4 separate regions of the Mus musculus genome follow, and all the other regions are linked to region 1. The links are chromatin contacts, called in public ChIA-PET, Micro-C and promoter capture Hi-C maps. All regions are on one chromosome and are shown on one strand. The core of a region is the stretch at or near the end of the contact, and the rest is flanking DNA. Distances in the headings are between cores, read along the strand shown.

Evidence for each region. Promoter capture Hi-C pulls out the DNA fragments that hold promoters and counts their contacts. A called contact is a pair of places that touch in the nucleus more often than the background predicts. ChIA-PET counts read pairs in DNA pulled down with a chosen protein or histone mark.
Region 2: a promoter capture Hi-C map of the HPC-7 cell line shows a contact between it and region 1, with 2.4 times the contacts expected there. The contact joins the promoter of Nmur1 here to the promoter of Itm2c in region 1.
Region 3: a contact with region 1 is called in a Micro-C map of embryonic stem cells, with 3 times the contacts expected there. The contact joins the promoter of B3gnt7 here to the promoter of Itm2c in region 1. A contact is called at or near these places in 1 of 484 Hi-C or Micro-C datasets (embryonic stem cells), 1 of 115 datasets of contacts at active chromatin or transcription factors (memory CD8 T cells) and 1 of 9 other capture datasets (adipose tissue).
Region 4: an RNA polymerase II ChIA-PET map of memory CD8 T cells shows a contact between it and region 1, with 11 read pairs. The contact joins the promoter of Sp140 here to the promoter of Itm2c in region 1. A contact is called at or near these places in 1 of 39 promoter capture datasets (pre-B cells), 1 of 115 datasets of contacts at active chromatin or transcription factors (memory CD8 T cells) and 1 of 9 other capture datasets (liver).

The regions. Positions count from the first base shown.
Region 1 is chr1:85,890,728-85,896,787 of GRCm38.p6, forward strand. Itm2c (integral membrane protein 2C) reads left to right here and starts at 3,783. Exons shown (of 6, transcript NM_022417.3): 1 at 3,783-4,062. The coding sequence starts at 3,937.
Region 2 is chr1:86,384,580-86,390,639 of GRCm38.p6, forward strand. It overlaps Nmur1 (neuromedin U receptor 1), which reads right to left and starts at 3,562. Exons shown (of 2, transcript NM_010341.1): 1 at 2,734-3,562; 2 at 1,746-2,134. The coding sequence starts at 3,562. The coding sequence ends at 1,746.
Region 3 is chr1:86,300,690-86,306,749 of GRCm38.p6, forward strand. B3gnt7 (UDP-GlcNAc:betaGal beta-1,3-N-acetylglucosaminyltransferase 7) reads left to right here and starts at 2,532. Exons shown (of 2, transcript NM_145222.2): 1 at 2,532-2,865; 2 at 4,356-6,060. The coding sequence starts at 2,855. The coding sequence ends at 5,538. Gm28626 (predicted gene 28626) reads right to left here and starts at 3,371. Exons shown (of 2, transcript NR_151592.1): 1 at 3,275-3,371; 2 at 2,374-2,929. Gm16341 (a long non-coding RNA gene) reads right to left here and starts at 1,081. Exons shown (of 3, transcript XR_387210.3): 1 at 639-1,081.
Region 4 is chr1:85,597,727-85,603,786 of GRCm38.p6, forward strand. Sp140 (Sp140 nuclear body protein) reads left to right here and starts at 2,977. Exons shown (of 17, transcript NM_001013817.2): 1 at 2,977-3,465. The coding sequence starts at 3,434. Sp110 (Sp110 nuclear body protein) reads right to left here and starts at 1,084. Exons shown (of 12, transcript NM_030194.1): 1 at 903-1,084.

The DNA.
Region 1 (6,060 bases), core at 2,533-5,032:
AAAGTAGGTCTTCCCACTTCTTATGACTTAATTAAATCCCTCCCAGGCGTACCCAGCCACTTGCATTTTAGTTAATCTCAGATGCAGTCAAGTTGACAGCCAAGAACATGCATCACAACTTCCTTTTCACAGTGCTTGCCAACTGACTTTTCAAGACAGAATTTCTACTCCCAACCCCTAATCTTTTAGGGTTTTGAGCACATCTGCTTTACTTTGAGAGAGAGCTGGCAATTTTATACTCTTCCCATCCAAGAATGAGGCCTTTCTCCACTCACTTGCATCATAAACCCTTGGTGGAATTTTGTGCCTTTTGAAAATTTGGCTTATAAAGTTTATTCCTGGATCTAAGGAGCTGGCTCAGTGGCTAAGAGTGCTTGCTGTGAAAGCACAAGGACCTGAGTTCAGATCCCCAGGACACATGTAAATGCTGCCTGTGTTTGTAAACCCAGCATTTGAATGGAGGAGGGGGCAGAGGCAGTAACTCCCGAGAACTCACTAGCTAGCCAGCTAGCTTCAGGCTTAGTGAGAGATTCCATCTTAAAGGAACAGGGAAGAGCAATAGTGGAAGATATCAATTGCTGGCGTCTACACACACTCAAACTACATACCCTATATGCATCACATGTGTGTGCATGCATGCATGCATGCGTGCATGCGTGTGCCACACCCCCACATACATCACTTATTAATAAAATAAATTCTAACAAATGTTACATTATAGTCACCATTGCAAAGGGAACAAGCCGTTTGCCTGTGGTCTTTCTAGCTTTCTGGTACTGAAGGTATAGAGCAGTGATGTCAGTGTGACTGTCTCCTGACATTGCTGCAAGCCAGCCTTCTGGTGAGATTACGAAGCTTGTGTGAGGGGGACCCTGTGTCCAGATTGATGCAGAAAAAGATCTGATCTATCTCCAGGCAGCCACCATATCCCCCTTTCTAAAGCCTTTTCACTAAAATCGTTCAGAACCACGCAGCTCCCTCTGCAGATAAGCTCCGAGTCCAGATGGCAAATGAAAAGTTAGAGCTGCCTAGTTTCAGCCAGGGACTGAACACAGTCATCTGTCAATAAATCGAAAGCTACATATCACAAAATGAGAGGTTCTCAAGAAAGTGCCCCATAGTGATTTGTCCAGGCGTTGACTGACAACTGGGGCCAGAACGGCTGTGGTGGCATTTCTGTGGTAGCTTCAATCCAAATTCCCCTGTTCTGGAATCTAGAAACAAACTGTGGAACACACTAGAATGTTACACAATGAGAATGACCGGGCTTACAATTCCCACCAGGGGAAAGACTCCCACGGTCCTAGTGTTCAGGATCCAAACGCACACACAAAGGATTCATGTGTTGAAGTGTGTGTGTGTTTCATAATCAAGGCTCATAACGTGCAGGAAGTGAGCACGGTGGTTATACTTGGGTCACAAGCTGTGACAGATAGAAAGATGATGGTCTGTGGGTCTGCTAATGTTCTCCTATCTCTTCATCGGGTGCCTTGCTAAAACAGCCCTAAGGAAACTCAGAAAGCCACACACAGCAACAGAAATATCTGGAAAACGCATCACTAGTGAATGTAAGTTCACTAGTGCGAACTTACTCAAATTACAGTGGTGCCTGTGGCAGACTGGAGAGAAGAGTAGGGTCTTGTTTACTGAGGATTCTCCACAAAGCAGACTCTAGGAGTGACCAGCTGCATCATCACAGCCTCTTTCTGGGACAGCCCAGAAGACATCAGGGAAGGGAAATCGTCATAGCGGGCAGGACTTCAGGCAGCGCACTAGGTTGTACGTTTTGTTTGGGAAGAGAAATGTCCAGATATGTGCTTGTTCACTGGCTCATGGGCTGTAGCCAATGGATTGTCTGGACAGTGAGGGATCTGAGAAGTGCATGATGGAAAATTAGTGAGAAAAAAACATCTGGGGAAGAAGTATGTGGTTAGATCTCTACAGAAAGGCAAAGGATGTTGTGGGAAGCCACATGTGCCATTGCAGAGTGGCACTGACTACTGCTGGCCACCATGCATAAGTTTGGACAAACAACCAATGTGTACATATGCAGTAAAGTTTTTTGCAAAGACACTGCCTGGCCCGGACATGATAATGAGGCTTTGAGAGTATAACCAATCAGATGTGAGACATGCAAATGAGGTATGATAATGAGGCTCTGTGAGGTACAGAGAGAGAGAGAGAGTAGCCAATCAGATGAGGAACATGCAAATGAGGCTTAGTGCATAACCAATCCGTGTGTGAGACACGCCTCTTCTAGGCCTATATAAGCAGCACCAGTTCTGGGCTTGGGGTCTCTTCACCTCTGCAATCAAGCTCTCCCAATAAATGTGTGCAGAAAGATCCTGTTGCAGTGTCGTTCTTGCTGGTCGAGTCCGGCGCGTGCAAGAGGATGTGACATGCCTGTGTACTATGTAGTGCTCATCAAAAGGTGACTTCAGCAGGGGAGGAGTCCAGTATTCCAGTAGACAGATGGCCCGTTCTGTGGACAGTCAGCCTCTTTCCCCAGCCATCCCTGTCATTGTCCAATGGGCCTATGAACAAGCGGCCATGCCGATAGAGATGGAAACTATACCTGGACTGGCAATATGGACTTCCACTCATTGAAGTGATCTGGTAACAGCTGCAGCTGAGTGCCAGATCTGCCACACCAGCAGTGACCGTCACTGGCCACCATTCCCTGAGTTGGCCAGCCAGCACCCTGGTGGCAGGTCACCTACATTGGACCGCTTCTTTCATAGAAAGGGTAGTGCTTAGTCCTTACCAAAGTAAGCATCTACTCTGGTAATGGATTTGCCTTTCCTGCATGTAATGCATCTCTCTATTCTCTCAATTCCTGCAGTGCCAGTGGCCTTCGCACCATTTACATCTTTTACCATTATACATTTTACCATTTATATTCTACTGCCTTAAGCTATGTATCTCCTGGACTGCCTGGTTCATACAAGATCTAAACCGAGATACAATGGTCTAGTGCCTAAGGCAACTCTGTCCAAGCCGTGACAGGTAGGAGAGGGCAGCAGAGCCTACTGGACTGTCCTCAATACGCCAGCAGAATGCTCGGCCCCCATTACCAGCACCTTTGTAGAACTGACGCCAAGCACGGCAGGCTCGGTGCTATCACAGCCTGGATTGGGAACAGCGAGGAGAGATCTAGGACTTTGTTGTCAAGAGATGGCCCTGCAACATAAATCTTGGCTTCTTCCTAATACCCGGTGATACACTGCAGGAGCAGAGTCCTGACTGGAACCCAAAACCTCTGGCCCAGCCCCCCGTAATTCTTGTCATATTTTCCAGTCACGATTCCACTCCTGCAAGGTATTGTAGGTCTTATGCACCTCAAGTTACCCACCTCCACTCCCTGAAGGTTTTGCAGGATGAAGGATAGAGAAAGATGCATGGTGGAGAATGAAGGCGGTGGGGATGGATTTAGAATTCAGGATAGAGGCAAGCAGTTAGGCGTCTGGAGTTGATGCCCCTTTCCAGCCTAACACATGTTGGAGGAGGAAAGCTTAGAACAGTTAGTTACTCTGCGTCTTCTCTCAACATAATCAAAGATATCGAGGAGGAGGGAGATGCAGTTTGTTAGAAGCACGTTGCCAGGCAACGTCGTGTTAAACTACATGTGAGGATGCTAGTCATGGGCAGGGAGAAGGAAGGGGTCCAAGCTCTTGCGCGACGACTGAATGAATGAATATAAGCAAGAGGTGGAAGGAAATCTCAGCATTCTTCAGCTACAGTGCTGCCCGGTGCAGTTCGGCGCAGGCGTCAGGTCCTTCCTTGGAAGGCGGGGCGGGACGCGTTCGGGGCGGGGACAGAGGCGAGGACTCCGGAGCCATCCAAACTTCCGGTGCCTGCGGCGCAGCAAGAAGCAGGCATTGCGATCGAGGTTGCACTGGCAGGGGCTGCAGGGAGCAGGCGCAGGTCAACGCAGCCATGGTGAAGATCAGTTTCCAGCCCGCGGTAGCGGGCATCAAGGCTGATAAAGCGGACAAAGCAGCGGCGTCTGGTCCGGCCTCGGCATCTGCCCCGGCCGCGGAGATCCTGCTGACGCCGGCGAGGGTGAGAGGCTCCGGGTCTCAGATGGGGGCGGGGCGGGGGTGGGGGGTCATCGAGGGACCTAGGCATTCCCCAGTGGCCGCCACGACCAGCGGTACCTCAGAGTCACGAGCGGAAGCGGGATGAGAGGTCTGAAAAGGCTGCTCCATCCGCATCTGGGAAAGGGTCTCAGGACCTTCCCCACAGCGGTAGTCGAAAGCAGAACTGGTCCTTAAGTGGGAACGCACACAGGGTCTTTTCCAAAAGTGGGGGCTTCTGGGCGCGAAGTTCCAAGATAAGGGAAGGTGGCGGACCCATGAAAGTTTGGGGAATGTTGGTGAAGGTTTGCGTCTGGTTCCAATCAAGGGGCAGGGGCCGGGAAGCCAGTCCCCGAGTGGGGGAGGGGAGGAGGGTTGAACGTAGTTTCCCCCAAAGCGGGGCCGGGAAGGGGGGAGGTGATGAGGCCTGATTGGTTGGGGAATTTGGTTGGGGAATCTCTGGTTAGTAACGAAAGGGAGGTGCCATTGTTTTGGTCCTCAAATGGGGTCTGTGGTGGGTGGAGGTTACTGTTGGAACTGGCAGACCTAAGTCAGTGATGAGCCTTCTCCCATTTCACACCTGCGGGCCCTACTTCTTAGCTCCTTCTCTGGCTTCCAGCTACGTTGTTACCATCTGCTGAGTGGGCTCCTTACTGCCCCAGTGCCCTAGACATCCCTATAGTCACTCAGTTGGCTTTGTGTGGACTGGCCTTGGTGTGCCCCGCCTTCCCCTGGCTGAGGGGATCCAGGTCATTTCCGCCATGGAAAACTATGCTATGTGGAGTGTGTCGGGGAGGACTCGTGGCAGTCACTGACTGGAAGGACTGGTGACGGAAAAGCGGACCCAGCCGAGTTTCATTTTGCTTCAGTAAGGGTGTTTTCATGGCCACTGTCACACGCCCCCCAGCGGTCCTGGGGCGCACCAAGCCGGGCCTTTCGATCCAGACCGAACCTAAAAAAGCCCCTTCCACTTCCTCCTCCCGGATCAAGTTTTGAAGCTCTGATTCTGCCTTTGCCTGGGCATATATGAGGAACTCGTGGGGAATGATCTGGAAGAGGGGGTCATGCAGTGGGCCAGTCTGAGCAGAAACGGTGATGCCAGGGACTCAGGCAGCTCTGTTCTAGTCACTACAGCACCGAGCAATTCAGACACCAACAAGAATTCATTGGCCAACCAGGTGGGGGGGGTTGAAGGGTGTCTGAAGCCTAGGTGGAGAGGGACACCCCATACTTGACTTTGTTTTGCAGTTTGAAAAGTTTGCCCTGGGGTTAAGTTTCCTTATTACTTCCAAGAAGGTCCCTCCTCTCTTCTTCTTAGTCTGGATATGGGGGCCCAGGAACTGATAAGTGGCAGATTGTCTGTTGGTACCCAGTGAAGATATAGAACTGGAACCCAGCTGCCTAAAGCCATGGGTCTAAGGGTGATCTAAGGAGCCGGAAGGACTAACTTGAACAACTCAGGAATATCATTATCGCCCCCTTAAGAAGGAAGTCCCAGCAGAGTCAACGTTGACAGGGCACACACTAGGGCAGCTGGCTGATGGATGGTGTCGGATAGGAGGGCTGAGCCCAAGGGTGAAGAAATTATAATTTTTCTCATTAGCCTTGGAAGACTTGGTTATATAAGTCTAGGCAATAATGTGACAGTATACAGATTAACACAAAACACATACTAATAACGAAGAAACCAGACAGAGACTATGAGCCTCAAAGGACCAGGCAATTGATTTTTGTGTAGTAGAAGAGATCAGAGGGGACGAGAGGTGCCCCAGAAACAAAAGAGGTTTTATTATGCAAGCAAAACTTCCCCAGCAACAGCCCTCTAAAGACCAATGTCTGTCTTCGTGGGCCAAGTGCTCAACCTTCAATCTCTTCTTCTGTTGAAAAGAGCTTTCCTTCATAGTTTGGGGGTGGGGGTGGCTGCTTGCCTGCATCCCTGAAATAGCTGTTTATATAATTTTTTTTAGTCCCCGTGAGGATACTT
Region 2 (6,060 bases), core at 2,312-4,811, 490 kb after region 1:
TAGCAGGTTGTCTGCAGGGTCACTGGGCAGTCCCTAGCTGTGGACACCAGGTCTCTCAAGACAAGACCCAGCAACTTGCAGCAGGACACAGTTCATCCATTAATGGGGTCCTTCCTCAGCACCAGGTTGTCCCTGGGACTCAGGGTGGCATGAAATGTCAGGGAAATACTGCCCTTGACCACCTAGTCCCCTTTGCGGAGCTTCATGTCCTCATTTGATTTTCATTGCTTCAAACTCCTGATCTTCCAGTCCTCACTTCCCAGGTGTGCCAGTGTGCCCAACTCCATGACCAAAGCTACCTTGGGGATGAAAGGGTTTATTCAGCTTATAGTCCATCATCAAGGGAAACTAAGGCAGGAACCTGGAGACAGGAACCTGGAGGCAGGAACCTGGAGACAGGAACTGGAGCGGAAGCCCCAGGGGAAATCTGGCTTACTGGCTTGCTCAGCTTATTTTCTTAGACAACCTGGGACCACCTGCCCAGAAGTGGCACTGCCCTTGGTGGGTTGGGCCCTGTGACATCAGTCATTAATCATGAAAATGTCCCACAGACAAGTCCACAGGTCAGTCCGATGGATGTAATTCTTCGGCTGATGTTCCCTCTCTCAGGTGACTCTAGTTTCTGTCAAGCTGACAAAGACTAACCAACACCCTGTCTCTGCACAGCCGTGTATGGTCCTTAAGTCAGTTCCTGCTGCTTCTTCCAGATCTCCCCTGGCTAACAGGATCTAGCATGTGTTCCCCCAGGGCAGCCAGGGTAGCCTGTCTGCAGGTGAGAAAGGCCAGGAGTGCGCTGCGCATAGGTTGGCCCTATCTGTTTCAGGACAAGCAAAGGACCTGTCCTTGACAGCTTGGAGCAGGACCATGAGAAGATCAGAGAGAAAGCAGGGTTTGGGAGTGGTGCAGATAATCTGAAACCAAGTGGTTGACTTTGTTGTACACACAGATGAAAACACAGCAAGCTCCCTTCAAAACGTGACTTGGGCAAGCAAGCACACCTTTTATTTTTGCAAGCAAGGAACCAAAGCCTCTTAGAAAGCCAGGGTGATTTGCTTGTTGCCACAAGGAAACATGGTGACAAAGGCTGAGGTCAGGTCCAGGTCCCCTGGATCCCTGGGAACCCCTACCACCTGACAGCTTGATCAGGCCCGAATCTCGGTGCAGAATGAGAGCCAGGAACTGTCAGGGTGTGAAGTCGGTCTCAAGTACAAAACAAGGGCTGGGGAGGGGCAGAGAGAGTCTATGGAGGTTCGGAAGTTACCAGGATGACAGGTGGGTCCCAATGGAAACACGTATGAACTTGAGAGGAAGAAGGGATCCCCAGAGGAATAGTGGCTGAGCCCCAGGTAACTAGGTAACTGTGACAGTTTTGTGGAGAAGAATTTAGGGGTATGGGGTCTGGAGGGACATACAGCATATATTTGGTTCAGCGTGGGTCTTTCTAATACATGGGTGTGTGCTATGTGCATGTGGTAGATGCCGTCAGAAGCCAAGAGAGTGTCGGATGGCCTGTTGTCATGAGGGTGCCGAGACCTGAACCCAGGTTCTCTGGAAGAACAGCAAACATTCTTAACTGCTGAGCCAGTGTTTCAGGCCTTCAATGGGGGCAATTGGGGTTCAATTCTCTTTTTCTTACTGTTTCCCTCAATACTCAAATATGTGGGCAGGGCAGAAACCACTTTTGTAGCTCCCCAGACTTTCTGAGGCCCTCTGGCCTTGTGGGTAAGGCTCCTTCCAAATTTTATTCAGGAGGGGTCTGTCTCTTGCTGACACCCTGGATCCTCATTCACAGCCAGAGGTTCGTCCCTGCTGTTCCTGTGGCCCACGTCACACAGGGTGCTGCCTGTGGTCAACCTGATGTGGTTATGGGAGCCATGATAGGGTTGGCGGCGATGACAGCACTGGGTTCCAAGGCCCAGGGCTTGCAGGAAGGTCTCTCGGAAGCGAGTAGACATGAGGCTGTAGAGCACCGGGTTGGCTGCTGAGCCGAGATAGAAGAAGATGCCAGAGGCAATGTGGACACACTGGTAGGCCAGGTGCAGGCCTTCCGTTGAGTGTCCATACACCAGGCTCCACATGATACGGTCAGCATGGAATGGAGCCCAGCAGATGCCGAATACCACAACCAGTGCAACTGCAAGGACAGAGAAGAGATTTGATCTTCATCATGCTTAGAGTTTGCATCTACAGCTCACTATCTTCCGGTCCTAGAAAAGCAGACAGGAGAGCCAGGTAGTGGTGGTGCACACCTTTAATCCCAGTACTTTGGAGGTAGAGGCAGGTGAATCTCTGGTCTACACAGCAAGTTCTAGAACAGCCAGAGCTACACAAAGAAACTCCTTCTCTCTTTTTTTCCCTCTTCCCTTTTCTGTCTTTCTCTGGCCTCGCTCCCTCCACCCCAAGCCCCACTTGCTCTGGTCCCTGCTAAGTCTGGCCCATAGGTTTTTTTTGTTTTATTATTATTATTATTATTATTATTATTATTATTATTATTATTATTATTAGTTTCTCATTACGGATGGTTGTGAGTCACCATGTGGTTGCTGGGATTTGAACTCATGACCTCCAGGAGAGTGGTCAGTGCTCTTACCTGCTGAGCCATCTCACCAGCCCTGAAACCCTTTCTCAAAACAATAACAACAACAAGCAAGCAAGCAAGCAAACAATACCCTGGAAGCTCAATTCCTTCCCCAGACTGGAGGAAGCTCAGCTTTCTCCTCAACAATGACTTACACAGCATCTTGGTCACCTGTCTCCGTCCCCTATCTTGCAGCTGAATCCTTCTGTGGGAGGTCTCCTGGGTTGCTGCGGTTTTCCTGCCCTTGACCTCCACTTGGAGCAACATCCTCTCCCTCCGCAGCCGCAGCCCAATGAGCAGATACAGCACACTGATGGTGACCATGGGCAGACAGAAGAAGAGCAGTGCGGTAGTCAGTACCACCAACTTGTAGAAGTCCATGGGACCCACCAGCGAACATATAGCTGAGTCGGGCACCGGCCCCCGGCAGGGCACAGTTAGTTGACTGAGGCCATGCAGGCTGGTGTTGGGCAGAGAGAAGAGAGTAGCGAGGACCCAGATGGCCCCCACCATGCGGCGCACATGGGCCCGTGTCATCACAGACTTGGCTTGGAGTGGGCGCACCACGGCCACATAACGCTCCACACTCAGGGCTGTGACATTGAGCACTGAAGCTAGGCAGACGGTCTCTAAGAGCAGTATTCGGAAGTAGCAGGCACTCGCACCCAGCTGGAACGGGTAATTTTGCTGCATCTCATAAAGCTCCAGAGGCAAGCCCACCAGGAGCACCAGCATATCGGACACAGCGAGGCTGAAGAGGTAGAAGTTGGTGGGCGTGCGCATAGTCTTGTTGCGCAGGATGACGGTGCAGGTCAGCCCGTTGCCCAGAGTGCCCACCACGAAGATCAGCAGGTACGTGACACAGATGGGGACAAACTGTTTCATCTGCTGTGGCCCCAAATACTTCAGCCTCAGGGCCTCATCGGTAAGGTTCAGATCCTCAGGTTGATAGGGCCACTTGAACTCACTGATATTGCAGACCAGGGGGCTCCTTGAAGCATTTGGGGAGAGCGCTCCAGGAAAGATGGAACAATTGAGGCAGGGAGGAGTCTGTAGGATAGAAGGGGGAGATACCCAGAAGTCATTTAGGTAATCCCAGCTCTGTCCTAAGTTATCACACTGTAGAGGACTGATTAGTCACATGCCACTGGGAAAGAAAGCATCTGCCACCCACTAAAGTGCATTTCAACTACAGAGTATCCGGAGTGCAAACCTTGAAAATAATAAAATTGGCCGGGCAGTGGTAGTGCGCAGCTTTAATCCCAACGCGAAGGAAGCTGAGGCAGGCAGGTCTCATGTGAGTTTGAGGCTAGCCTGGGCTACAGAGCAAGTTCCAGGACAGTTAGAACTACAGAGAGAGACACTGTCTAAAAAACAAACAAAAACAAACAACAAAAAACCAATCAACAACAACAACAACAAAGAGTTATCCTCTATCCTCTACACACATACATGCAAACAGTATATATGCACAAGTACACACACACACACAAATGAAATACTTTTTAAATGATAAGATTGGCCCTTTACAATCTACTGGAATCTTTGAAGAAATGCCAGGTTTTTCCAAGAACGCTTGGCTATCTCCTTTGGCTGTCTCCCTTTTAAGACAGACTTCAGGAGAGCCACTTGATGTGGACCTCAGAAAAGTGGGTGCAACTGCAGTATTGCTTGGTCTTTAAAGAGCCGGGGCTCCTAAAGCAACTGCCAGGGCAGACCTGACCTCCCCAACTCCAGGTGCAAGATCCCGGTATTTAATCCACAAAAAGCATCGACACATGGCAGACCTGACATACAGAACGCTGTGTGTGACCTTGGTGTGAAGAGAAAGCCACCGTAGGGGTTAAGTGAAGGAGTGAAAAAGCTAAAAAACTGTACTTTGACCCAAATTTGATTCTGTTTTCTGTCACCTGAATCACTCCCAGTCTAAATATTTTATATTCTTTGCACCTACTAGACCTGGAGTTCTCACTCTCGGAACTCTCACGGAGAGGAGCTGGGGATGGGCAGGTGACAGCCCAGGTTCAAGAGAGCAGCGCTGAGACGACAGTCATCAGAAAAATGACAGAAATAAACTGACTAACTGAGAGGTCTCTCCCACAACCCCCAAATGTCTCACAGAGTTTTTCCACCCATCTCACTCTGAGAGCCGCTCCTGTCAGGGCCCGTATCCCGCTCACCTACCATGCCTTCTGCCCAGGAGGTCCTGTGCGCCCTGGCTCCCACTGACAGATAGATGCTGAGCTGAAGGCGACCTGACAGAGGCTGCCCTCCCCGCCTTCCTGGTTGCTTCGCCTGTTGTTCACAAAATCGCCACTAGAGGGCAACGCTGACCCCGGAGCTTGGAGTACTTAGGACCACTCCCAAAGGACTCTACCTGCATCCAAACCATACTAGCTAGCTGTTGGAATCACCCGGAGCTGAGAGTGTCTTCTTTTTCTAGACAACAATCCCATTTTACAGGTGAGAAGAAAAGAAAAAAAGAGCCAGAGAGAGGAAGTCCGTGAGACTTGGGTCTAAAATGCTGTCCCCACCTGCAGCACGCCGACTGAGCAGGACTTGTTCCGTGTCCTGCAATTCTTTCTGACCCACATTTTCAGACAACCTTCTTACGCACCCCTTAAGCCCCTGAAAGTCAGCAGCCTACAGAGTCTCATCCCCGTGACTCCACTTGTACACTCACAGGATAGCAATCCCCCCAATACACACAGTCTCATAAGGGGTTTCCAGCCCCGGGGTCCAAGCACTAGTCTCCTCCAAGGAAATCGCCCTCTCTCTTTTCAGCACCTCCTCCCACACCGATTCTTTCCCCGAGCATTGTCCCGACCCACTTCTTCACTCAAAGGAGCACACAAAAGCCTAGTCAGGTGTCATAGCCACACTCACCGTCTGCATTTCTGTCTTCAGTGTCCCCTCAGCTTCCCAGTATCTCCTCACCATGAAATTGCCTCCTCTGCTCCGCCCCCCTCAATCCCTGGCTTCTTAAGAACTTCATTTATAAACAGTCCTGGCTTAGAAGATTGTTGGGAACTCTGGGGCACTTATTTTTCAGAGCCCTTGGGAGAAAGAATTTTGAAAGCTTCCTATTCCGCTGCAGATGGACCAAGTAGGGCTAGATTGGTCATGACAAGGCTCAGTGTCACTCAAAACCAGATTGCTATAGCCTCACAGTATGTGAAGAATGCTTCTTTTGTTTTATTTTAAGATTTATTTATTATTATTATTATATGTAAGCCCACTGCTGATGTCTTCAGACACACCAGAAGAGCGAGTCAGATCTCATGATGGATGGTTGTGAGCCAACATGTGGTTGCTGGGACTTGAACTCGGGACCTTCGGAAGAGCAGTCAGTGCTCTTAACCACTGAGCCATCTCACCAGCCCCAGTGAAGAACATTTCTTACTGTGCTCCCATCTCTGGAACACACACACACACACACACACACACACACACACACACACACACACACACACACACACCAT
Region 3 (6,060 bases), core at 1,282-3,781, 410 kb after region 1:
AAGGAGAAAAGGGTGTTTCTTGATGTACTTCTATATGCTAGGTCACTGAGCACCCCTTCTGGGGCAGCAAGAGAACGTTCAGAAAATGACTTGCTGGTTTAAGGACTCTATTCAATCCCTTCTTCCACCCACACCAATGCTTCCTGGAACTGCGGTCTCCTCCCACTGAGCTCTCACCACAGCATGGGGGGCAGTGGCAGAGTCCACTGGCAGACTGGCCTTGCTCAGCCACTCCAGTTGTTCTGAGACAGTCCCTAGCCGGCTGCTATGCCCTCGTGGCTGGACAGGTGGAGGGAGTCAGACTAAGGGAGCCCAACGGTGGGGGTGGGGAGTCACTGTGGTTCTGAGTAGCAATGGGGACCTGTGGCTCAGTGAAAGAAGAATAGGGTGACATTGGAAAGTGACCAGAGCCTGGGGAACACACACGCACACACACACGTGCAAGGACTCATGTACTTCATTGTTACACATTTCCCCATTCTGAATTCACAGACCAAAAGATCTTTGACAAACTGACCAGTTCAACTGAAAAACCCAAGGTGACCTTGGGCGGTTCCCCACTTCCCCTGCTTCCCTGTTCCCTTGGGATCCCCTGGGATAGGTCAAATATTAGTGATCATAATATCAAAAGCACCCACCTGTCATAAGGCTCAGCGTGTAGGGGACACTGGTGTGTCTGCTTCCTCTGTCATCTCACATAACTCTGCATTGGCAGGAAATTGAGGTCTCAAGAGGATAAGCCAGCTGCCCCCCAGCAGCAGCCAGGAAGTGGGGAAAACTGGCCCAACCCCCAACCCTCTGGCACTCAGCCCTTACCAGAAACACCTGTGTCCACCTTCACCTACACCTGGAGAAATGCCACACTGGGATGAAGGGTGAATCAGAGGCCAAGAGGGCTGGTCTCCCCCAAGGCACCTTGTGGAGAGCTGAGACAGAGCACCTGCTCTTCCCCAAAGTCACACTTACAGGGCAAAAAGAGAGACGCCCAAAGCCTGGGTGTGCCAGCTGTGTTGGCACATTTATAACCCCCATCGTTCAGAAGGCTAAGGCAAAGTGATCTGGAGTTCAAGGCCAGCCTGAACTGCATGCCAAGACCCTGATTCAAAACAAACCACAATATCCTGGGTGAAATAGCAGAGACAGGGATAGGTAGCCAGTACCAAGCTAAGACAACCAGGACTGAAGACTGAGGACCGGTGTGACCTGGGACTAGTGGGACTGCAGTGACTCCTAGGGGCAGGCAGCCAGGCCTGTGAGACTTACACTTCAGGCCAGGGCTTCTTGAGGACTTAAAAGGGGCATTGTCCCAGGATTCTCCTCTGAATTTTTCATCTGAAGGCCCTTCATCATTTCCGACTGGAGCTTACAAATTCCAGAAAATTCCACTATTTGTTTAAGCACACACCCGAGCCTAAGGATCGCTAAGGGAAGGACAAAAGTAATCTTCACCCTTAGGACTCCCTGGGACTTTCTGTCTCCCTGTATTCCCTGGGAGAGGAACAGCATTGCAGAAAGGTATTGAGTTCCCCAGTCCTACTATCTGATAGAAATGCCTGAGCCGGGACTCAGGGACCACCTCCTGAGCCAGGCAGACCTCCTGGGTTTGAATAGTAAGGTTGTGACTTCATCTAAGGGTGTGTGTCCCTGACTCTAACTCCTGGTAAGATAGGAACAAACCATAGCACACGTCTCCAGAACCAAGTGAGCCACTGATGCCGGGGACCTAGAACCAGGCTTGACAGATAGGAAGTGCTGGAATGTAAAAAGTCCTGTGGGTATTTCTGAAGCGACCCCAGACCCCCAGACATCTGGATGACAGAAGGACCAGTAAGCAGCCTTATCTACCAGAAATGTTCCCAAGTCACCCAGAGGAGGCATCAAGGTGTCCCCTCCCTCCCTGTACTGTGATTGTGGTGTGTAGCCCACTCCCAAGAGAAAATGGTGCTCACACCGCAGAATAATAAAAACCTGGAGACAAAAAAAAAAAAAAAGTGGGGGTGCGGTTAAGTGAAGGATTTGTTGGCAATACAAGAAGGAGGTTTTTGTTTGTTTTGAGACAAGAGTCTCATTAGGGAGACCTTGCTGGCCGGGAACTCACCATGTAGACCAGGCTGGCCTTAAACTCGCAGAAATCCACCAACTGGGATTAAAAGCACATGCGAACACGCTAGCAAAAGAATGGACTTTTTGCAGAGGATAATAAGCCTTCTCACTGGGGGGTGGTAATGCAGAAAGAGTGGGAAACCCAGAGCTGGATTGACCTGAGCTGGCTGGGGGTCTAACACAGGCAACCCAGCATCATCTTCTCTTGAGATCGCCGCCCAGGCCTAAGCGAGCCCGGGAAGAAGAAAAGTAGACAGGGCAGAGATAAGGTAACTTTAGGGAAACAGCCTTTATCCACCTCCCTCCACTCTACACACCCAGGGCTACTCCAGAAGGAAGCAACCAGGCCGCTAGGCGCCGGGTGGGCGTGGAGGTGGGCGGTGTCCGACGTCCCCACGTGTCCCGAAGGAGGCGAGGCGGGCGACCCCGTGAAGGCCCAGCAGCGGGGAAGTCGCCGCCTCAGGATGTTGGCGATCTTCAAGGTCTCTGAGATTCTGGCTCTTCCCTTCGCGTTCCCGTGGGGCGTGCCTCTGAGGTGGCCAGGGCTGAACGGAGTTGCTGTCCCCACAGTGAGCCGGGGCACAAAGGGTTAACCTACCTGGGCCACCGCCCCTGAGGCCCCTCCTCCAGCCGCAGGGAAAAAAAGAAAGTCTCAGCGGGGGTGCGGCTCGGCCTCGTCCCGCTGTCCCCAGCCGCGGCGCTCAGAGCTGTGATCCGTGCGCCCCGCTCAGCTGCCCTGGACCGGGCCGCCATGTCTCTGTGGTGAGTCGGGGTCCCGGTGGGGCGCAGAGTACCTCCGAGCTTCACCTCCTCCCGGGGCCGCAGACTGCAAGGGATGCACGCTAGGTGTCCTGAGGCCGACCCCAGTTTCCCCGGGCAGCGAGGGTGGCGGGAGATGCGGAGCAGGGCGCGCCGCCGGAGCGGCAGATGGGATGTGGGAGATGCGAGGCGCACGCTTGGCTCTGCGGCCACGACTCCGGCAGCCTGTATGCAACGTCTCTCTAGCCTTGGGGTTTCACTAGCAGACACACACACACCCGACCCCTCCGGTCCCTCTTCCCTCCTGTGGCCTCTTCTCCGGACCGCCTCGACCCTTCTCCTTCCCCGGCTTTGCTCTTACTAATGGAGTGGATTGGTATGTGCGAGCCAGGGCCCTGAGGCTGGTTCTTACCCGGACTCCGGAGCTACGACGTGGAGCTTCTTTAGAACCCTGAGGACTGGAGTACTGGGTTCAGAATTCTCTTACTTCCATTCCCAGCAGCGCGCCTCCAGTCATTTCTGTCTTTCTCCATCCAACCTGGTAACCAGGAAGTCATGGGGCTCTTGAGGAAAGCTCGATGAATGTGGGTAGGAGGACTTAACATTCACTCACCCTGCGCCTCCGCAGGCTTAAAACCTGGCGTTATCTACTACGTGCTTCGTGGGCCCCTGGCTCTTGTACCTCCCAGACTTGGAGGTGAGAACCATCTCTCTGCTGGCCCAGTCCTGGAAAGTCATGAGTCTCCCAGTGTGAGCTAAGGAGGGAAGGTTCTTGGGGAAGGGGGCACAGGCAGGATCATTCCTGAGAAGAGCTAGGATTTCTGCCTCTGAAAAGGGTGTGCTGGGCTTACTTGACCAGGTAGGGGCCCCGGAAAGTGGGTTTTCGTCCCCAGGACTGAAGGGCTAGGCACCTCATTGCTTTGTGTAGAATATAAAGGTAAGGATAAGGAGTCGTGATGGGATCTGTCCACTTCCCTTCGAGACTTCCCAATTAGAGCAAGAAAGGCTCGCTTCTGTTGAGTCAGTGGGGGCTGCTAACCCACTCCCCACTGCAGCCCACAAGGAGACTCCCCAAAAGCTGCAACAAGGATACTGTCTTTTTCCCTTAGAGTGACTGGTTCAAAGTGATACTGCTGTCCACATATGTATGTGAACTAAAAATAAAAACCAGAGCTCAGGGGATGGACAGTGGTCTCTTTTCCTGGCAAAATGACAGCATTTCACTGGGTTCATGCCTGGTACTTTATCCTGTGTTCTGTCCCATTTTGGGGGAACTTAAGGGGTTAAATGGCCCCCTTCCCAAAATTGTTGTTGGGTTTGGGACCCCAGTAGCTGAATACACAGTGCTTCTTGAGTTGGGCAGTTAGCATGAGAAAAGCAGCAGGTTCCTCTGACCTTCCAGGAAGTAGAGTCCACTGGCCCATCTATGGGCCCCTAATCCTCAGGAGGAGTATGAGTGCCAGCTCACCTTCCTCTCTGCTGCTCCCCTTTAGGAAGAAAACCCTCTACAAGAGTGTATGCCTGGCTCTGGCCCTCCTTGTGGCTGTCACCGTTTTCCAGCGCAGTGTGACCCCTGGTCAATTCCTTCAGGATCCTTTACCGCCCACGCCGGGGCCAGCCAAAACTGGAAATCTGGTCAACCCCAACAGCTTCTGGAAGAGTTCAAAGGATGTAGCGGCTCCCACTCCCACAGTTCCTCGGGGACCCCAGGTCTGGGATGTGATCACCACTAACTGCTCTATCAACATCAACCTGACCCATCAGCCCTGGTTCCAGAGTCTGGAGCCACACTTCCGACAGTTTCTAGCCTATCGGCATTGCCGGTATTTCCCCATGTTGCTGAACCACCCAGAGAAGTGTGCTGGCGATGTCTATATGCTGGTGGTTGTCAAGTCGGTCATCACACAGCATGACCGCCGAGAGGTCATTCGTCAGACCTGGGGCCACGAATGGGAGTCAGCGGGTTTGGGCAGGGGTGCAGTGCGGACTCTCTTCCTGCTCGGCACGGCCTCCAAGCAAGAGGAGCGAACCCACTATCAGCAGCTGCTGGCCTACGAGGACCGTCTCTATGCTGACATCCTACAGTGGGATTTCCTTGACAGCTTCTTCAACCTGACCCTCAAGGAGATCCACTTCCTCAAGTGGCTCGACATTTACTGTCCCAACGTCCCCTTCGTTTTCAAAGGTGATGATGATGTCTTTGTCAACCCCACCAACCTGCTCGAGTTTCTGTCTGACCGGCAGCCCCAGGAAAACCTATTTGTAGGTGATGTTCTGAAACATGCTCGGCCCATCCGCAAAAAAGATAACAAATACTACATCCCAGCCGTCATGTATGGTAAGGCCACCTACCCGCCCTATGCTGGTGGAGGGGGTTTCCTCATGTCTGGCAGCTTAGCTCGGCAACTCCACCATGCCTGTGACACACTGGAACTCTTCCCTATTGATGATGTCTTCCTGGGCATGTGCTTGGAGGTGCTGGGAGTGAAGCCCACAGGCCACGAGGGCTTCAAGACCTTTGGCATCTCTCGGGTCCGAAGCAGCCGGATGAACAAGGAACCGTGCTTCTACCGGGCCATGCTTGTGGTACACAAGTTGCTCCCTGCCGAGCTGCTGGCCATGTGGGATCTGGTGCATAGCAATCTTACCTGTTCTGTCAAGTTCCAGGTGCTCTAATGTTGCTGAGCCACCAGTGCGTTTGTCCTCGGGGGATACATGGCATTGTCTTTGGTCCCCTGCAGGAGGTGAAGGGTTTGGGCCCTCTGTGCCCCTAGGTGTGGTGAGGTACAGAGATCCAGAGAGGGACTCCCAGAAATTCCCAGAAAGAGGTCCAGGAATAGCCAGAACTTCCCTGACTGGAGGTCATCCGAGAACCTGGATCTCTCCTATCTTGGGCCTCTAGCCTGACCTCTCTAGCCTGGTAGGAGGCCCTGGTGGACTCTAAAGGAACATTTGCTCAGGTACCTGAGCTAGACCTGGCCCCAATGGGTCTGTGGCTGCTTCTTGTCCTCACAGGGAAGCCCCCTTCCTGTGAAATGCCTCTGGCTCCCTGAGGGTCAAGCAGCCTTTGTGGGAGCTCAGGCCTGTGCAGGTCCACAGGTGTCCCCTGGCCCACATTGCTGGACCTCCTAAGATAGGAGCTCTCTCTCCATAGGCCCTCAGCACAGCCCCAGGCTTGCCTGGAGTCAGCTGCCGAGG
Region 4 (6,060 bases), core at 1,727-4,226, 290 kb before region 1:
GTGCAAGCCTTTAATGCCAGCACTGGAGGCAAAGGCAGTTGGAGGCCATCCTGATATATATAGTTCCAGGACACTCAGGGCTACACAGAAATTCTGTCTTGAAGAGGGGAAAAAAGATCCTGTGTCTCAGCTGCCTGCATGCAGGTTTTTATTATGTTAAGGGCCTTACAAATAAATTAGGGAAAGACAAACACCCATTAGGAAAGACAAAGCCCCAAACAATCAATAAAATGAGCATCATATACAATGAATGCATAATTAAGCTGGGAAAAGGCAGACAAGTCGAAGGACTTGACAGTGCATAGTACTATCAAAGTGACCAGGAGACAAAACAATAGTCACAGTCCCTGATAGGGTAGAAGTGAAAAGCATTTCAAGTGTTCTGTGACTTATTTGGAATCAGGGTCACCAGCTGTAAAAATTACATTTCCCTTGAATTTTCACGCACAGTAATGTATTTCAGTGAAATGACCATGGACTAAAACCAAAAAAAGCAAACATACAAAAACCATCCATACCCCCGCTAGAGAGAAGTAAGGGCGCCCCTTACTTTCTCTTTCCCAATAGCTCCATAATTAGGCAAGTGTTGGAAGATGATAACGGCACCGCCCACCGTGGACACTTGCGAGGTCCAACCTCGGGAATAGGCACTGGACACTGTCCCCAAAGTCTGTTTCAGAAAAAGAGTTGTGTGTATAAGCCCTCACTGCCCTCCCCTCCCCTCCCCTTCCTCCCTCTTATCCACCTCCACTCCAGGGTCCGAGCCAGGATCCGGAGCCATGCTCGAGTCTCTGGACAAGATTACTTAGCAAAGAGAGAACCTGGGGAGTCTAGGGTACAGCAGACAAAAGCTGACCCCAAGAATCAGGAATCTAGTTGCAGAGCCCAAGAGCAGAACGCACCTGGATGCTGAGGGCTGCCACGGGTTCTCCCGAGTTCTCCCAGGTCACTGCCTGGATTAGTTAAGGGGTTCCTGGATCCTTCCTGGAAAAGCCTGACAGCCCAGTCTGGACCCGAAGTTATGCTGCCTTGGAAGTCCCGCGGGGAGTCAGGCTTCAAGAAAAGAAAAATGAAAGTGATCTCAGCACACTGAGCAGGAAGCCAGCCAGCCACACCAATTCCGCCCTCCACTCCTCCACCCCTGCCTTGTGCGGTTCCCCAGCGTGGTTAGCATTATGGGTTTCAGGGGCACTTGCTGGGAATCCAGATCTGCCTGGAGTGGAGTGAGAGGCAGGGAGGCAAAGGATTAACACTGGAGAACATGGGAAGGGTGTGTCCACTGTCCCCTTCCTAACCTGGGGATCTATTCCCCCAGTGGTCTCATTGTAACCTTTAGGAAGTATTCTCAAACTGCATTGGGGTGAAGGTTATCCTGAAAAAAATTGCTAGAAGTTATTAAATTAACAACAACAACAACAACAACAACAACAACAACCAGAGCTGGCATCTTTGAAATGTCTAGAATTTGTCAGGATCACTATGTGAGAAAATTGAAATAAAACAAAAGGCAACCAAGTGACTCTCGAAAGAGTCTGAGCTAGGGTCTCTGAGTGTTCAACTGAGAAGAGTTCTATGTAACCCCGTCTAATATTTCCCAAATGTATTTGATCCACAAGACACCCCAATTCCCCACCCCCAGGATACCCACGAGGCCTCTGGGACTTTAGATTTGAACCAAGGCTAGCCCACACAGGACAGAGCTTCTCTGTACTTCCTATGGAGACACCGACGGTAGAATTTGCAGCCAAGTACAGTTAGAACAGTAGGCTTGGCCCAGAGTGTCCCAGGGATGGGGACTGAGTGTGTGTGTGTGTGTGTGTGTGTGTGTGTGTGTGTGTGTGTAGAGGCTTGGCCCAGAGTGTCTCAGGGATGGGGACTGAGTGTGCATTAATGCTTGTGTGTGTGTGTGTGTGTGTGTGTGTGTGTGTGTGTGAGAGAGAGAGAGTCTGCACAAGAATCACAAGCATGCTTATGTGTCAGAAAATTACCCTACCCTCGAGAAACCTCTAAAGCAAGAAAAGTTATTACATCAGACAGATATGAATAAGGGCAAAGATTTCATTTGGAGTCACACATACTAGGACTACAGTAATGATGGTAAAACCTCACCTGGTATTTCACACCACGTGAGAGCTCATTAGACTTATACGTTTAACACAGTTTTAAAGATGCATTTACCTAAAGTGATGATTTTGGTGAACTTTACCAAATATAATCATGCCACAGTGATCACACAGGCCAAGTCCTCTGCCCTCCTAAAATCCCCTTGTTCTTGGCAGAAAACCCCCTCTCAGATTCCAGCCCCAGAGAACCACAGATCATCGGTTACACAGCTAAGTTTGACCGGCGCAGAAATGCCATATAAATGAAGACATAAAGTGTACTTTTTTTTTGGTGTATGGCTTTGTTTGCATCCCTGTACTCTTGGGACCTGTTCCTGCAGGTCAGTAATTTGTACCTCTTCAGCAGAGGTCTGAGCCTGGAGCCCTGGACAGGCCCTCGTCCCTAGCCACCTTGTCTCTGCCTCTGTTTTGCCTGTTATTTCCAGGCTTCTGTTGGTTGCTTTTGTTTTATTTGCATCTTTACGCCTGTTTCTTTACCTTTCCACTTCAGGCTGGTTTTCTAACTTACAGAATGAGAATGAGCATTCCAGATAAGAGCAACAGTTGTGCAGAGTAAATGTAAGGCACCCATTCTTCAAAAATGATACTGTCCCCGACTGGCTATAGCCTCGGCTGTGATCCACTTCCGAATTCTGTGAGATGCCTCTTGTTCTCAAGACCATGGTGAAATTGCTGAAGCCCTGTGTTGCCTCGCTGTCAGTGTCACACCTTAGCAAGCGGCTCTGCCTGGATTCTCTGCACTTGCCTTTGGTTGGTTGGAGGTGTGTGGGCGGGGTTGGGGGCGGTCTCTTGCTCTAGCTACCTTCAGAAGCTTCAAAAACTTTATGAAGCCACACCCGACTTTTCCTACTCTGCTGCTCAATTATCAGGTCCCAGCTTCTCTGGTTCTGACTTACTAGGGTGCCAGGACAGTTCCAAGTCTGAGAGACTGCAGACAATCTAACTCTTCCTGGTCTTTCCAGGCACCGCCCCCGCTTAGGGTTAAGGGACCACTTCCTTCCTATCCTAACAGCCAGCTGGCCTTAGACAGCTCTGAGCCCTTCCCTGAAACAGACCCTTCCACCTTCTTTCCTTAGAAGGCAGCAGGCGTCCCAGGTTTCTGGGGACTTGGGCTGTCTTTGCTCCTCCCCTCTGGGGCAGAGACTGGGGGTGGAGGGCAGTGCCTTAGTGCAGTGTTGTCATAGTTAAGCAATTTCACTTTCCTTTTTCTCCTCTTTGGAGGCCCCTGAAGGAGTTCTCTCTGGGCTTCCCAGAGACTCAGAGGGGGTTCGGTCTACCCTGAACAGGGTCCCTTGGAGTCTGTGTAGGGGATGGCAGGAGGCTACAATGAACTCAGCAGCAGGTAAGTCCCATTCTCTCTTGTCCCTTGTCTCTGCTAAGATCTGCCTTTAAATGTGTTACTAGGGCCGCCCAGGCTGGGTCCAAGGCCCACAGATATTTGAGACAGTGATCTCATAAGGAAAAGAAGAACTGGGTTTAGTTGGATTCCGAGGTAACAAGGGCCAGGTGGCAGCATTGAATCGCCGGAGACAAGGTGATTCTAGTTATTATAATGGACAGCGGAGACAAAAGAATGTTTATAATAACATACCCAGTAATGCTCAGCACAGGAGAGGTGAAATTTATAAAGGCATGACTCGGTTGGACATTTTCTTTGGCAGAGGCAACTCTAAAGGCTTCCATTTTGGCCTTTCCAACCATAATAGCCCTCACTCTACAGTTCAGGGAACCAATATGAGAATTCTGCCAATTTCTGAGTATATCTATCCCAATTATACATTCTGGAACTGGGGAAATCACCACAGGATGTGTCCGGGGACCTACTAGACCTACTGTGAGTTGGACATCAGTCAAAACTCCATTACTCACCTGCCCTCCATAAGCCCCTACTTAAACTGGAGGGCCACAATGTTTCTTGGGATCCCCTGGGATCAGTGTCAACTCAGAACCAGTATCCAGCAGACCCCGAAAAGTCTGATTATTTCCTTTTCCCCAGTGTACAGTTAGTTACCCTTGTAAAAGGCCGTAGGTCCCTCTGGGGAAGAACTGGAGAAAGGGTAACAGCAAAACCTTTGAGTGTCTTATCAAGATCCTTCCTCAGCGGAACCTGGCCACCCCTTCATTCAAGGGGTTCTGGATCTGCAAACTGTCTCAAGTCTGGAAATTGATTCACTGGCCGAGATTGCTGTTTACCACGATCTAATGTAGCCTTTCTTTCATTTGGCTGTTTACCACTATCTAATGTAGCCTTTCTTTCATTGTTTGAGAATTTTTCTGCTTATACAGATCAAACAAATATGCAGTAGGCTTCCTATGTATTTCATTCCTGGAAACACCATGATTGGTTAGCCAGTACCAAAGGTCCAACCGAGTCATGCCATTATAAATTTCACCTCTCCTGTGCTGACCATTACTGGGTATGTTATTATAAACATTCTTTTGTCTACGCTGTCCATTATAATAACTAGAATCACCTTGTCTCCGGCGATTCAATGCTGCCACCTGGCCCTTGTTACCTCGGAATCCAACTAAACCCAGTGAATTTAATTCATCTAATTGAGCAGAAGCATCTCCAATGCTAAGATCTGGCACAAGGAAAAGGGAAAGAACAAAATCCTTCAAATGTGCTGGTGCCCCTCTCACCAATTTGCGTCTTATAGAGCTGGTGAAAGGCATATCTTCTGGACCTTCCCATTGTGGACAATTATGCTTTACACAATATATCCACTCTAGCATTGCAATTTCCCTAAGTCTTAAAATCCCTTCATCAACACTAAGCCACGGAATATCAGGCATCTCCAAGTCATTTCCAGTAGGCCATCTTTTGATAAACACCTCAGCCAACCATTCAGACAAACTTTTGACACCTTTTTTAACTATGCGAGCTTCCATATTAAACCTAGAATCTTTTCTCAGAGGACCCATGTCAATAAACTCAGCCTGCTCTAGTTTTATGTTCCTTCCACCCTTATCCCACACCCTTAAAATCCATTCCCACACATATTCACCAGGTTTCTGCTTGAATGAATTAGCAAACTCATTAAGCTCCTTAGTAGTGTAGCGAATTTCCTCATGGACTACACTTTCTACCTCCCCTCTAGGAGCCTGTTTTGCTTTGAGTCTGGTTACAGGTCTAGAAGAAACTATTGGTGGGCCTTGAGAAACATCAGTAGTGAAAGTCATTGCTGGTTTATCAGACTCTACAAAATTAATTTCCTCATGTGGGGAAGGCATTATTTCAAGGGGTGGGGCTGAGGGTACTACTTCCTCAGGTGGGGAAAACCCTTGAGAATCTGAAGATTCAAAATTCTCAGCTTCAACATGGTCTTCCCACACATCCCCGTCCCATGTTGTAGGATCCCATTCTTTGCCAATTAGAGCCCTTACTTTAACTGTCGACACACTCTGAGGCTGAGACTTGAATTTTCGCTGTAATTCAGCCAATCTTACAATGAGAGTTTTCGTTTGATTTTCAGCAACTTGAGCTCTATTGCTACAAAAGAGAAGATTCTCCTCAAGGACACACTTGGCAACTTTTAGATCGTTTACTTGTGTCTGGAGCCTTTCGATTTTATCACACAACTCCTTCCTTTCATTCATCATTTTTTCCACAGATACTAAGAGCAGCCAGCCAGTAAAATCATTTTCTGATTTTTTCCCCATCTTGTAGAAAGCTTTGTGCACTGAATCACCTAATTCATTAAGAAAATCAAGGGCATTAGCTTCTTTAAGTTCGGAATATAGTTTCAACCATGGGTCTTCAAAATTCTCTGAGCTCCCAGGAGGGAGAGAATCTGGAGAGGTTTCAATAGTTGAAAGTGCTGGTGGATCAACAAGCCAATTCCAGTATTTTAAAAGATTCATCCTTGTACTTCTGTTACTCTAGAACCACTTCTGGTACCAACTTCTGTATTAGTCAGGGTTCTCTAGAGTCACA